Regions from separate parts of the Sus scrofa genome. Here all the other regions are linked to region 2. The links are chromatin contacts, called in public HiChIP or PLAC-seq maps. All regions are on one chromosome and are shown on one strand. The core of a region is the stretch at or near the end of the contact, and the rest is flanking DNA. Distances in the headings are between cores, read along the strand shown. Region 1 holds the start of MRNIP (MRN complex-interacting protein). Region 2 holds the start of RUFY1 (RUN and FYVE domain-containing protein 1). Region 3 holds the start of RNF130 (E3 ubiquitin-protein ligase RNF130). Region 4 holds the start of SQSTM1 (sequestosome-1).

Region 1 (2,700 bases), core at 197-2,696, 290 kb before region 2:
TTGTTTCCGCTTCACCAGGACAGGAACTCCAGACTTGGGCATTTTTAATTTTCTTTTAACAAGATGAGTTATGTTGTCAGGCATGTGTGAATGTCTAGGCAGGTTGGCATTGGGGTCCCATTGAAGTTGGGACATGAGGGGTGAGCTGTTCCTCCCTGCCCAGAGCAGGACTTGGCCTCCACCTTTCAGAGCAGAGCTTTCTCAGGGCTGCAGGAAGTGAGACAGCCTGGGACCTGGGCCCCTTTGGGGTAGTACTTGCACCTGGACAAACCTCTCCTCCAGCAACAAAATACAAAGAAACTCTAAGGGACTAAAAATAGCTGTGTGCATACACAGTTGGGGCAAATTATGAACAAGACACAAGAAAAAGACCAAAAACTCAGCTTTCACTCCTGAGGGGTGGGGAGCAAAAGCAGAGTATTGTGCATAATCCCTGCCCACTGCACCACTAGGGGGGTGGACAGACCACCCAAGCCACCCTGCCAGCTTGACTGCTGGACCTGTCCTTACCCTCAGGTCACTTAGGCAACCAGATCCCACGCTGAGCACCAATACCCCAGAAGTAAGCAAAGGAATCCGTTATTGTTTTCACTCCCCCTTGCCGCAGCATGAGTCCCAATAACGCCTTGTCTGAATTTCTTATCTGGCCTCTTTATCAATTTCTACTGAGTAAGGAATCCAAGAACCCTGGACGGTAACGGGGGACTGATTTCATTTTCAACCGCCAGGTGTCAGAAGACTGATTTCATTTTCAACCGCCAGGCGTCTCCGGTTCCCTCTCTGAGAAGCATAGGTCTGGTGAACTGTTTATTTTCCCAGGATTCTTGGTGCTGCAGCTCAAAGTTTAACTGGACCACCTCTGACCAGCGGTCCTGCATATCCCAACTTTGGCCCCAAGAAGTGAGCTGGAGTAGGGCGGCACCCTCCAGCTCCCTCTCTCAGGCTAAGAGAAGCAGAAGAAACGGTGCCAACAAAGGGCCGACCTGGAGCGGCAGCTAGAGACCCCAACGTTGCAACTTTTTTTTTTTCCGGTTTTCTTAGGGCCACACCTGCGACATATGGAAGTTCCCAGGCTAGGGGTCTAATCTGAGCTACACCTACTGGAGTACTAGCGAGCTGCTGTACCCGAACTGCTGGCCTACACCACAGCCACAGCAATGCCGGATGCCCAACCTCCTGGGCGAGGCCAGGGATCGAACCCCAACCCACGAACTAGTCGGATTCGTTTCCGCTGCGTCTCAACAGGAACTCCCCCAACCTTGCAACTTTAAAACGCTCCTTTAAATAAAGCTGGGAACTGGCTCACGAGAACCGGTGGACCTGACTGACGCAAACTCCAAACAACGCCTGACTGGGTAGCAGAGAGAAGACCCCAGTAGCCTGAAGTCGACTGCGGACCAACCCGAACGTGGAGAAACACCTGGGGGTAGAGAAGCCCAAGGCCGCAGAACCGGGCAGAGCAGTGTGGGCGGGAAACGCAGGGCGGGAGCGCATAAAGGGGCGGAGCCTGAGGCTGGAGGGGCCCGGGCGCAAGAAGTGGGCGGAGCCAGGGCGGACAGGCGGACAGAGCGCGCGCGCCGGCCAGCAGTCGCCATGGCGCCTCCACAGCAGGCTCGGGTTTTGCGATGCTGCCACTGCCTGCTTTTCCAGGCGCACCAGGTGGGATGGGCTCCAGCCTCCCGCTCCTCCGAGGTCGGGGACAGCGGGCAGGATGAGGTGGGGCCGCGGGGGGCTGGACGTCTTCCCCGCGCCCTGTCCCCAGGCATGGGCATTGTCTCGGGCGCTTGCGGGTTGTGCCTGGGGTCGTGACCTGTGACAGCGTCTGTCCTGAGAACTAGATTTTAGGGATGTCCCTTCTCCATAATGTTCTGGGTTTTTTTTCGGGTTTTGCTGGCTTGTAAAAATTGGCAGAAACCAGTCGTAAAGTTTTCTGCGGAGGCGGCCTCATGAGCTTTAGCAGGGCACACCTGGTTACAGATAGAAGCTAGCCTCCTTTATGCAGAGCCTAGCACCCAAAGTGGCCCTTTCCTAATTTAAATAAAGGGAATTTTATTGTATTTACCCCTGCTGGCATTCTTTCCCTTTGCCCTCGTCTCTATCTATGTGGTGAGGGATAATCGAAGTTTGTAAAATGCATTGCTTCCCTGATTGAAAACCTAAGATAGGGGATGTCACTTGTTCTTTCTTGGATCGTGTTCTGTCTCTCCCTGCTTGATGCTGTCACGCTTGTCAGTGTATCGGCTGTGGTAGTCCCCTTCTCCTCCTAGTTATCTGCTGCTCTGTGCCCTGAAAAAGGATAGCATCAGACTACGTACAAAATATTTGTTTAAAAGTCAGTAATGCGTGGGGGTTCCCCGTCGTGGCTCAGTGGTAACCCAACTAGTATCTATGAGGACGTGGGTTCGATCCCAGGCCTCCATCAGTGGGGTAAGGATCCAACATTTCAATCCGCTGCGGTGTAGTTCGCAGACATAGTTGGGATCTGGCGTTGCTGTGGCCAGTGGCATAGGCTGGCAGCTGATACTCCCATTCGACCCCTAGCCTGGGAACCTCCATATACCACAGGTTCAGCCCTAAAAAGACCAAGAAATAAATAAATAAATAAAGTCAGTAAAGCTCTGAGTATGTACCTATTAAGTTTGCTGTGACTTTGTAAGGGCCGTTTTAGGGAACTCAGAGACTTTTTACTTATTTCATTTT
Region 2 (2,812 bases), core at 56-2,555:
GCTGACTTCTACAGCCAGTTTACCAGTGGAAAGGATGGAATCAAAAAAACTCAGTCACACTATAATGCTTCATAGACAGCACTTCATCCTTTAGTGAGCTGTGCCCCACAGCACTCTCTATGATGGAAATGTTTTCACTGTCCTAGCCACATGGAGGCTACTGGGCATTTAAAATGTGGCTGTTGTGACTGAGAAACTAAATTTTTAATGTTTAAATATCACATGTAGGTAGTGGCTACTGTACTGATTAGCATAGCTCTAAATATTTGGCTTTATAGGACTTTCTAAGTCGTATTCTATCATAATCATTCTATTCTCACCTGCTGAAACTCTATTCTAGATGACAAAGGCTGAAAAAGTCTGTAAGAGATCACTGGATCAATCAAAAACATCTCTTATTTTACAGGCTGGGAAATGTGATAACTTGTCTGCAGCTGGTGGTAGAGCTCGCCCGGAACCCTCAATCCCTGACCTCCGCCTTGGTGCTTTGACTCAGCGGAGAGCAGGGACGCATGCGGTCGACAACTTGGAAGTGTGAGCCGGTATGGCATTTTGGGATTTAAAGAAGAGAACAGTGGGGATTCACTTTTCAAGTCCTTTTAAAATTAACACAGACCTCCCAAGCTTAAATGCGTACATTTTTAAATCTTAAGACACCAAAAGAGAATAAAAATGCTGCTGGGGAACATAACTGGAGGTGGAGTCACTCCAATCTCAGGCCATCCACGCCCACCAATTTATCTTGGCTTGAACGCACGGTATAGGTTAAGGCGTGTTAACAGGATGGTTTTTTAACAACTCGTCTAACAGGGGAGTCGGTTAAACACACTCGCCAACCTGGCTCTCACTGCGAAACCGGCAACCGCCCGGCGAAATGCAAGCAGGGCGCGCCTGGCCGGACCCTACCTGCGCGCACCGCGCCATCCGCGCCGCCATCCGCGCCGCTCAGCCCCGCGGCCGCGCGCAGCGCGCTCCCGCAGCTCGCCGACAGGTTGCCGGTGGCTTTCCGCGCCAGGGTCAGGATGGGGGCTGACCAGCCTTCCGCCGCCGCCCGGGCCTTCGCTGCGCTCTGCTGCTCGCCTGGGCCCGGCAACTGGCTCCGGTCCACGATCTCAAACTCTTCTCCCGGCTCCGGCCCCGGCGCTGGCCCGGGCTCCTGCCCCGCCCGGGAGCCGTCTTCCCCGTCGGCCATCTTGGTCATGTCACGTGGCCCGGGCGGGCGGCTGACCCGGCGAGGCCGGCGCGCGGGCGCGTGTTTTTGCGCTCTCGCTGCTCTGTTTCCCGGTTCGTGACGGTCTTCTTCCTCTTTCCCGTCCTCCTTTCTTGTTTTTTACTTTAAAACAGCTGGGGAAAATACGAATCGTAAGAAGCACCCACATCCTCATCAGCTGGGAGGACTTGTTTCCCTGGAAGTTATTCTTGGACTTTCTCCTTTTATTTGGTGCATCCAGCCCGGCTTAGAACACAGCGCACATGGCTGTTGTTTTCTTTGTGACACTTTACCCTCATTTTCATTTTATTTTAGAACTTTTTCTACTTGGTCATTTTTCTGGAGTAGTCGTCAAGCCCTAAAAAAGCGAGTAAGGAAACTCTGGGACAGGTGAGGCAGGAAAGCAGTTTTTTTTTGTTTTTGTTTTTTTAAATTAAATAAATAGGACAGCTTGGCAGGAAAGAGCACACTGGTGGACTGGGAATCAGAAGGTCTGGATTCTGCTATTAATTAATTAGTTAAATGGTAATACTTACAAAACTTAGCACATTACTAAGTAAGGCACACATGACAGGAACATTAGTTGTTTTTTACCGAAGGGTGTGGCTTGGACATACTGTCCACTCGTAGGGTATTACAGTCTATTTTCCCCTTGAAGGGACTATGTCTAAATAGAAATTCGAATTTCACTAGCATTTGACGCTTTGTTTGCCAAGTGCTGCATATGGGCTTTATCAAACCAGGAGACTGTTTTGTTTGCCTCCCAGAGTGTTTAAATTTAAAGTTAAAGTTGTTGCAGATATTTATTTATTTTTATTTTTGTTTTTTGTTTTCTTCTGAGTGCCAGACCTGCAGCACGTGGAACAACGCAGATCTGAGCCGATTCTGCAGCCTACATTGGGTGGAGCCAGAGATCGAACCCACATTCTCATGGACACTTTGTCAGATTTTTAACTCGCAGAGCCACAAGGGGAATTCCTATTGCAGATATTTAGAAATCAAAGGATTCCACATAAAAAATCTGGATTTGGGGGAGTTCCCGTCGTGGCGCAGTGGTTAACGAACCCGACTAGGAACCATGAGGTTGCAGGTTCGATCCCTGGCCTTGCTTAGTGGGTTAAGGATTCCTCGTGAGCTGTGGTGTAGATCGCAGACGTGGCTCGGATCTGGGATCTGGTGTCGCTGTGGCTGTGGTGTAGGTCGGCCGCTACGGCTCTGATTGGATCCCTAGCCTGGGAACCTCCATATGCCTCGGGAAGCGGCCCTCAAAAAGCCAAAAAAAAAAAAAAAAAAAAAAGAAAGAAAGAAAGAAAGAAAAGAAGTCTGGACTTTGGCCTGGTCTTGAAACATTGGAAGCTTTTGCAACTCAGTATATTCTCTGATTGCAGTGAACTGGTGGAGTGGATGATGGCTGTCCTTTTAGAAGCCCAGGTTTTCCTGGTATCTTTGTTACCAGCTTTTATGATCTTTCTGGCCACTGAAGGCCAGTTGTTTCCTGTTTGAAAGAGTGTAGCTGGAAAGTGGCCTCGGTACACTTGCACCAGTTAAGTCTCAGAGTCAGAGTTTTGGGTGAAGCAGAAAGAACAGTTTTATTGCTTTGAC
Region 3 (2,700 bases), core at 155-2,654, 510 kb before region 2:
TGGGGTAGGGAATGGCAGTTCAGTGTAGCAATAAAAGGGCACACATAGATTATAAAATAAAGTCCTGTGCTTAGAGAACAGACTTGTGTTTGCAGATGGGGGTAGGTGGGAGGATGGACTAGGAGTTTGGAGTTAATAGATGCAAACTATCGCATTTAGAATGGATAAGCAATGAGGTCCTACTATATAGCACTGGGAACTATATCCAGTTTCTTAGGACAGAACATGGTGGAAGATAATACAAGAAAGGGAATGTATTTTTTTTTTTTTAAAGGCAAAAAAACCCCACTACTCCATTTTAGAACCAACTTTCTCCTTGACAAATTCAGAAAGGCCAAGAGAGCTTTAAAGGGACCTGCTCCCCCCACCCCTCGCACCCAGCTGACTTAACAGACTGGTTCTGTGGGTCTCTGCAACCATTTCTCATACCAGCAGGCATGGGCACCTCACATCCTGTAAGGACAAGGGAGTAAGGGGCATGAGCTTCTCAAGCAGGGGCAGGCCAGGGCATGCTAAGTGGGAGGAGAACATTAAGAAGACCACCACTAGGGAAGAGCTCTACCACAGGGGCTCTAAGTGACCCAGGGCTGTTTGGAAAGGGAATTCCAGGGTTCCAGATGCCTGAGCAAGTACCTCAGATGTTCTTAAAGATCCAGGTCTAGAGAGACCCCCATACTCTTATTTGCACAGAACCCCCCCCCCAACCCGCCCTGGGCCCAATGATGATAAATAAGACTTTGAGTTGACTGGTTGAAATGTGGAATCCCATATTTAATTTAGAAATTAATTTTTAGTTTTAGCTTTTTTTCTTTTGTGTTCTTGTCTCATACTTTTCCATAGGCCCTTGGAAAAGGCCCCTGGTTCCAAACTCTGTGCGCATCTCGCCCGACGCATGAACATGGCTGGTCGTGGGGCTATTAGGTGCCGGGTCTGTTAGGGCCCTCGTGCGGGCGGGCGGGAGCGGACACGGGCTTGCACGCATGCGCAAGGGGGCGGGCCTGCGCCCAAGGCCTGCGCCTTGCCACTCGGCTGACAGGGGGCGGGACGGCGGCGAGTGCGCGCCTGAGGCGGCAGCCGGGCGAACAGGACTTTGTGCTACGAAGACCCTTTTTCAGGCGCGTCTTCCACTCCCGTCGCTTCCCCGAGTGGCGCCCCAACTCAGCGGGACCGGCCCTGTGGAATGGAGGGACCCCGGAGGAGACGACTGCGCGCGGCCTGACCCGCCGTCCTCGCTGAGGAGCCCATGGGCGCGTTCCCGCGGGCGGGTGGCGGACGTGAGGGCAGCGAGCAGCGGCGCCGCGGCACCGAGGAGAGCCGTGCTCGTGCCCGGCCCTGCGCCGGCCGCGCGCGCGCGCTCCCGCCGCAGCGCCGGCCGCGCCCGCCCCGCCTCTCGGCGCCGGCCCGGGAGCCCGGTCCGCGAGCAGCGGCGGCGGCGGGAGGGACGATGAGCGGTGCGGCGCGGGCGGGCCCGGCCCGGCTCGCCGCGCTCGCGCTGCTGACCTGCAGCCTGTGGCCGGCGCGGGCTGATAACGCGAGCCAGGAATACTACACGGCGCTCATCAATGTGACCGTGCAGGAGCCCGGCCGCGGCTCCCCGCTCACGTTCCGCATCGACCGCGGGCGCTACGGGCTCGACTCGCCTAAGGCCGAGGTCCGCGGTCAGGTGCTGGCACCGCTGCCCATCCATGGAGGTGAGTGCCTGGCAGGGGAGAGAGAAGCCGTGGCGCAGCGGCCGGCGATGGTCCCCCGCCCCCGGGAGCCGCAGCCTGGGAGCGGGGGCGGCGGGCGCGGTGCCCCTACCCCCGGCCTCGATCGTCGCGCCGCTCGGCGCGGCTGCCCCCCGGTCGAGGTTCCAGTCGTGTGCACTCCGGCCTGCTCGGTGCTGGGATTAGGCTCCCAGGCGCGTTTTGGGGATCTTCTTTTCTTTTTAGAAAGACTTAGAACGTTCCTTTTGGTTTTAGGTGGCTTGTTTACAGGAAGGCATTGAACTGCGAGTTTGCAGGGACAGCTCAGACAAAGGCGGCGGTGGAAGAGCGCAAAACTAGTTCATGATGGATGAGGTCTTAACCTGTATTTCAGAATCCGTAGGTTCGTTCCCGAAATCAAACACCGCATTGAATCTCGAAGGACCAGGCCCTTTTCTAACGTAAAAACGTGCTGTTTTTCTTAAGTGGCAAGTGGAAGGAGGGGTGGAGGAGGAAAATAGGCATCTTCCCTGTTGCTTTTGGCTCTTATTCTGCCCCAGGAGCTTTACTGTAATTTGACGCCTGAAAAAAATCTCACGTTGTGAAGAATCCGATACCAACTGGAACCTGTAGCCAAGTCTTCAGGTCACGGGAGTCTACCAAAGGGGAAAAATAGGTAAAATTTTCAAGAGCTGTCTTTGAAGCCATTTGCTTTACACTCATGTCTACCTATAAACACAGGCTCTGTTTAATTATTTCGTATAGTAGATGTATCTGTATAAATTTCTGGTCATGTTTTAAAGGAGACGTTCCCCACACTGTAGAGCATGATTTTGTTTTTTAGCCCACTGTGAACTTTGTGGAAAATGTCTGCTGTCTTCTCCACCCTACTCTCACCCTGAGAATGCTGAGAGGGGATTTTTTTTTTTTTTTTAAGCTGCTATTGAAGTTAAGATGATCTAAACTAGACACCCTAAATAAGGTAATGGTGTTTGTTTTTATACTCTAAACTGTT
Region 4 (2,700 bases), core at 141-2,640, 260 kb before region 2:
AGTTACAAGACTACATATTTTTACATGAAATGTCCAGAATAGGGGAATCCATAGAGATTAGGGGTCGCTTGGGGATTGGAGGATAGGATGATGGGGATGGGAGGAAGCTAACAGAGTTGGTGTATAAAGTGATGAAAATGTTCCCAGATGATTGTGATAATGGCTGCGCAAATCTGTGAATATACTAAAAACTCAACACTTTAAACTACAGTATGTGAACAGGAACTCAAAGTTATTTTTTTGAAAAAGCTAGGGGCTGGCGAGCTGGCAGCAGTCCTGAGGGAGGTCCCGGCACGGCCCCACCCACCGGCGGGCCTGGTCCGCCCGCCTCCCTCCCAGTCACAACAACCTCCCCCAACTCCACCCCGCGCAGCCACCGGTCACGCCAGCTCAGCTAGAAACTAGGCAGGCTCGTGAGCTCTGTCCCTACACCAACACTTCTCGAGAATGTTTTCACCTTGTCCCTCTGTCCGCTGCCAACGGGATAACGTCTGGATCCCGCCTGGCCTTGGGCAACCTATGGTCTCTCCTCCCCACCTCCGGCCAGACTGTGCAGCCCTGAGGGCTCCCCACTGCTTATTTACCCTCGTCACTTTTCTGCGTAGCCAGCCCTTCCCCCTCATCTGCCCGCCCAGGCTCTTCCGGGTTACTATCCGAACCCCCCATCTGGGGCTAGCGGGCCCCAGCTGGGCAGTAGCCAAGTGGCAGTGTAACCCGAGTGCCCCTCTAACCACCCCGTGCCCGCCGTGAGGACGCCCCCGCGCGCCCTCCCCAAGATCTGCACCATCATGGTGGGGGGAGGGGAGGCCTCTTACGTCGCCGGGCCCGATCCGCTAGGGGACTGGCAGCGCCTGACCCCACAGGTCTGGCTGTGGTCACCACTCCTGGCTACCAGAATGGCACCCAAGGCCGAAATGGGAACCCACGCGGGCCACCGCCCACCCAACGAGCGATCAAACTCCCGCAGGCGGCCCCAAGCCCCACGAGAAGGAAGGGAGCAGCGACCCTGCCCGGCAGGGCAGCACTGCGTCACGGCCCCGCACCGCTCCCCGAGAGCGCCCGGCCTGCTCACCGCGGTAGTGCGCCTGGAAGCCGCCGGGCCGTAGCACGGGGAACAGGGCGGCCACCCGGCTCAACAGCCGCTCGCAAGGTCCGGGGCCAGCCGCGGCCTCGGCTTCCGCCTCGGGCTCCGGGCTGAAACAGAAGCTGAAGCGGCGAATCTCGCGGGCCGCATCCTCCTTGCCCAGAAGGTAGGCCTTCACGGTGAGCGACGCCATGACCACCAGTTGGGGAGCAAGAGAAGAGCCCGGCGGTGGTAGCGGCGGCGGCGGCGGCAGCGGGAGGGGACGCGCGGCCTTTGTAGGGAACGCGGGTGAAGCCCCGCCCCTCATCGCTTCCTGGGGGCGGGGCCTGAGTGTCAGAGGTCTGGCTCCAGCCACCCCGGCCGTCGCGCGAGAGCCGCCCTACAGGAGCCCCAGCCTCGCTACCTCTCCCCGCCGTTGAGCCCCCTCATTCCCGACCCCTCTCCTCACCGCCCCAAGTGCACCAGGGACACCAAGAGGCCGGCCCCGCACGCTGACATCTAAGTCTGGCGCCTACCTCTATACCTGGGGCAAGGGACCGGCCAGGGTCCCGCCCTAGACCCCTCCCAGGCCTGACCAGGCCGTGACTCAGCAAAACGGAACCCAGGCCACCGGGGATGCACAGCTCAGGAGGGAGGTGGGCAACAGAGGCTGGAAGCCAGGAAGAGGGGACACTGCTGACACTGCTAGCTACAACAAATTGGCTCCCGAGGCGCTGTCTTGACCTTGCCACTCTTGTCAAGGGCCCGCTCTTGCCACCAGTTTCTCAGGTGGCAGCCCACTACGCCGCCCCCAGCATCCCCCCTAATGGCCCTTTACTGGGTTAAAGCACAGACACTCAACTCAAACCTGAGCACCAGAGGAGCTTCCAGTTTAATAGGGGGTAGGGTTGAGAGATGCCAGAAGAGCACAGGATCTTCCCATCCCCACCTTGCTGGGGGGTCTGCTAAGGCTTCCTGGAGCCTCAGTGGCCACCAAATGTTCACTGAAGCCCTAAGGACTCCCCATCGGTACTCCCCATCCATCCCCACTTGTCAGCTCAAGGTTCAGCTCAGCAAATGGTGCCCAATGGCCTGAAAGATCTCAGGTCTGTTGGCCTCATGGGCAGCCCAGGGATTACATCAACAGCCCCCACCCTACCCCACCCCCAGGAGCCAAGAAACACTCTTTTATGTAACCGAAGTGACCTGTTCAAAGTGCCTAGGGGAAGGGGGTTGTTGGGGGAGGAGGTGCCTTAGAAGAAGGTAAGCAGGCGGGTATGTCACCCTATGAATCCTCCCAAGTAGGGCTCTGTAGGTAGAAAGTCAGACCTGCTGAGTCACACTCACTTTTTTCATGGTGGGGTTTGTGGAAGTCAGTAAAACTTAAAGGGATGGGAGTTCCCATCGTGGCTCAGCGGAAACAAATCTGACTAGCATCATGAGGACGCAGGTTTGATCCCTGGCCTTGCTCAGTGGGTTAACAATCTGGTGTTGCCCTGAGCTATGGTGTAAATTGCAGACTAGCCTCAGATCCTGGGTTGCTGCGGCTGTGGTGGAGGCCAGCGGCTACGGCTCTGATTCGACCCCTAGCTTGGGAATCTCCATATGCCTCAGGTGCAGTCCTAAAAAGACAAAAA

What was found. HiChIP or PLAC-seq counts read pairs in DNA pulled down with a chosen protein or histone mark.
Region 1: an H3K27ac HiChIP or PLAC-seq map of alveolar macrophages shows a contact between it and region 2. The contact joins the promoter of MRNIP here to the promoter of RUFY1 in region 2. A contact is called at or near these places in 3 of 47 Hi-C or Micro-C datasets (omental adipose tissue, retroperitoneal adipose tissue and subcutaneous adipose tissue) and 1 of 2 datasets of contacts at active chromatin or transcription factors (alveolar macrophages).
Region 3: an H3K27ac HiChIP or PLAC-seq map of alveolar macrophages shows a contact between it and region 2. The contact joins the promoter of RNF130 here to the promoter of RUFY1 in region 2. A contact is called at or near these places in 1 of 5 promoter capture datasets (liver) and 1 of 2 datasets of contacts at active chromatin or transcription factors (alveolar macrophages).
Region 4: a contact with region 2 is called in an H3K27ac HiChIP or PLAC-seq map of alveolar macrophages. The contact joins the promoter of SQSTM1 here to the promoter of RUFY1 in region 2. A contact is called at or near these places in 1 of 5 promoter capture datasets (liver) and 2 of 2 datasets of contacts at active chromatin or transcription factors (alveolar macrophages and skeletal muscle).

The regions. Positions count from the first base shown.
Region 1 is chr2:78,729,165-78,731,864 of Sscrofa11.1, forward strand. MRNIP (MRN complex-interacting protein) reads left to right here and starts at 1,447. Exons shown (of 6, transcript XM_013987518.2): 1 at 1,447-1,659. The coding sequence starts at 1,594.
Region 2 is chr2:79,020,372-79,023,183 of Sscrofa11.1, forward strand. It overlaps RUFY1 (RUN and FYVE domain-containing protein 1), which reads right to left and starts at 1,306. Exons shown (of 18, transcript XM_003123642.4): 1 at 907-1,306. The coding sequence starts at 1,201.
Region 3 is chr2:78,514,689-78,517,388 of Sscrofa11.1, forward strand. RNF130 (E3 ubiquitin-protein ligase RNF130) reads left to right here and starts at 1,405. Exons shown (of 9, transcript XM_021084320.1): 1 at 1,405-1,691. The coding sequence starts at 1,445.
Region 4 is chr2:78,762,608-78,765,307 of Sscrofa11.1, forward strand. It overlaps SQSTM1 (sequestosome-1), which reads right to left and starts at 1,391. Exons shown (of 8, transcript XM_003123639.4): 1 at 1,073-1,391. The coding sequence starts at 1,391.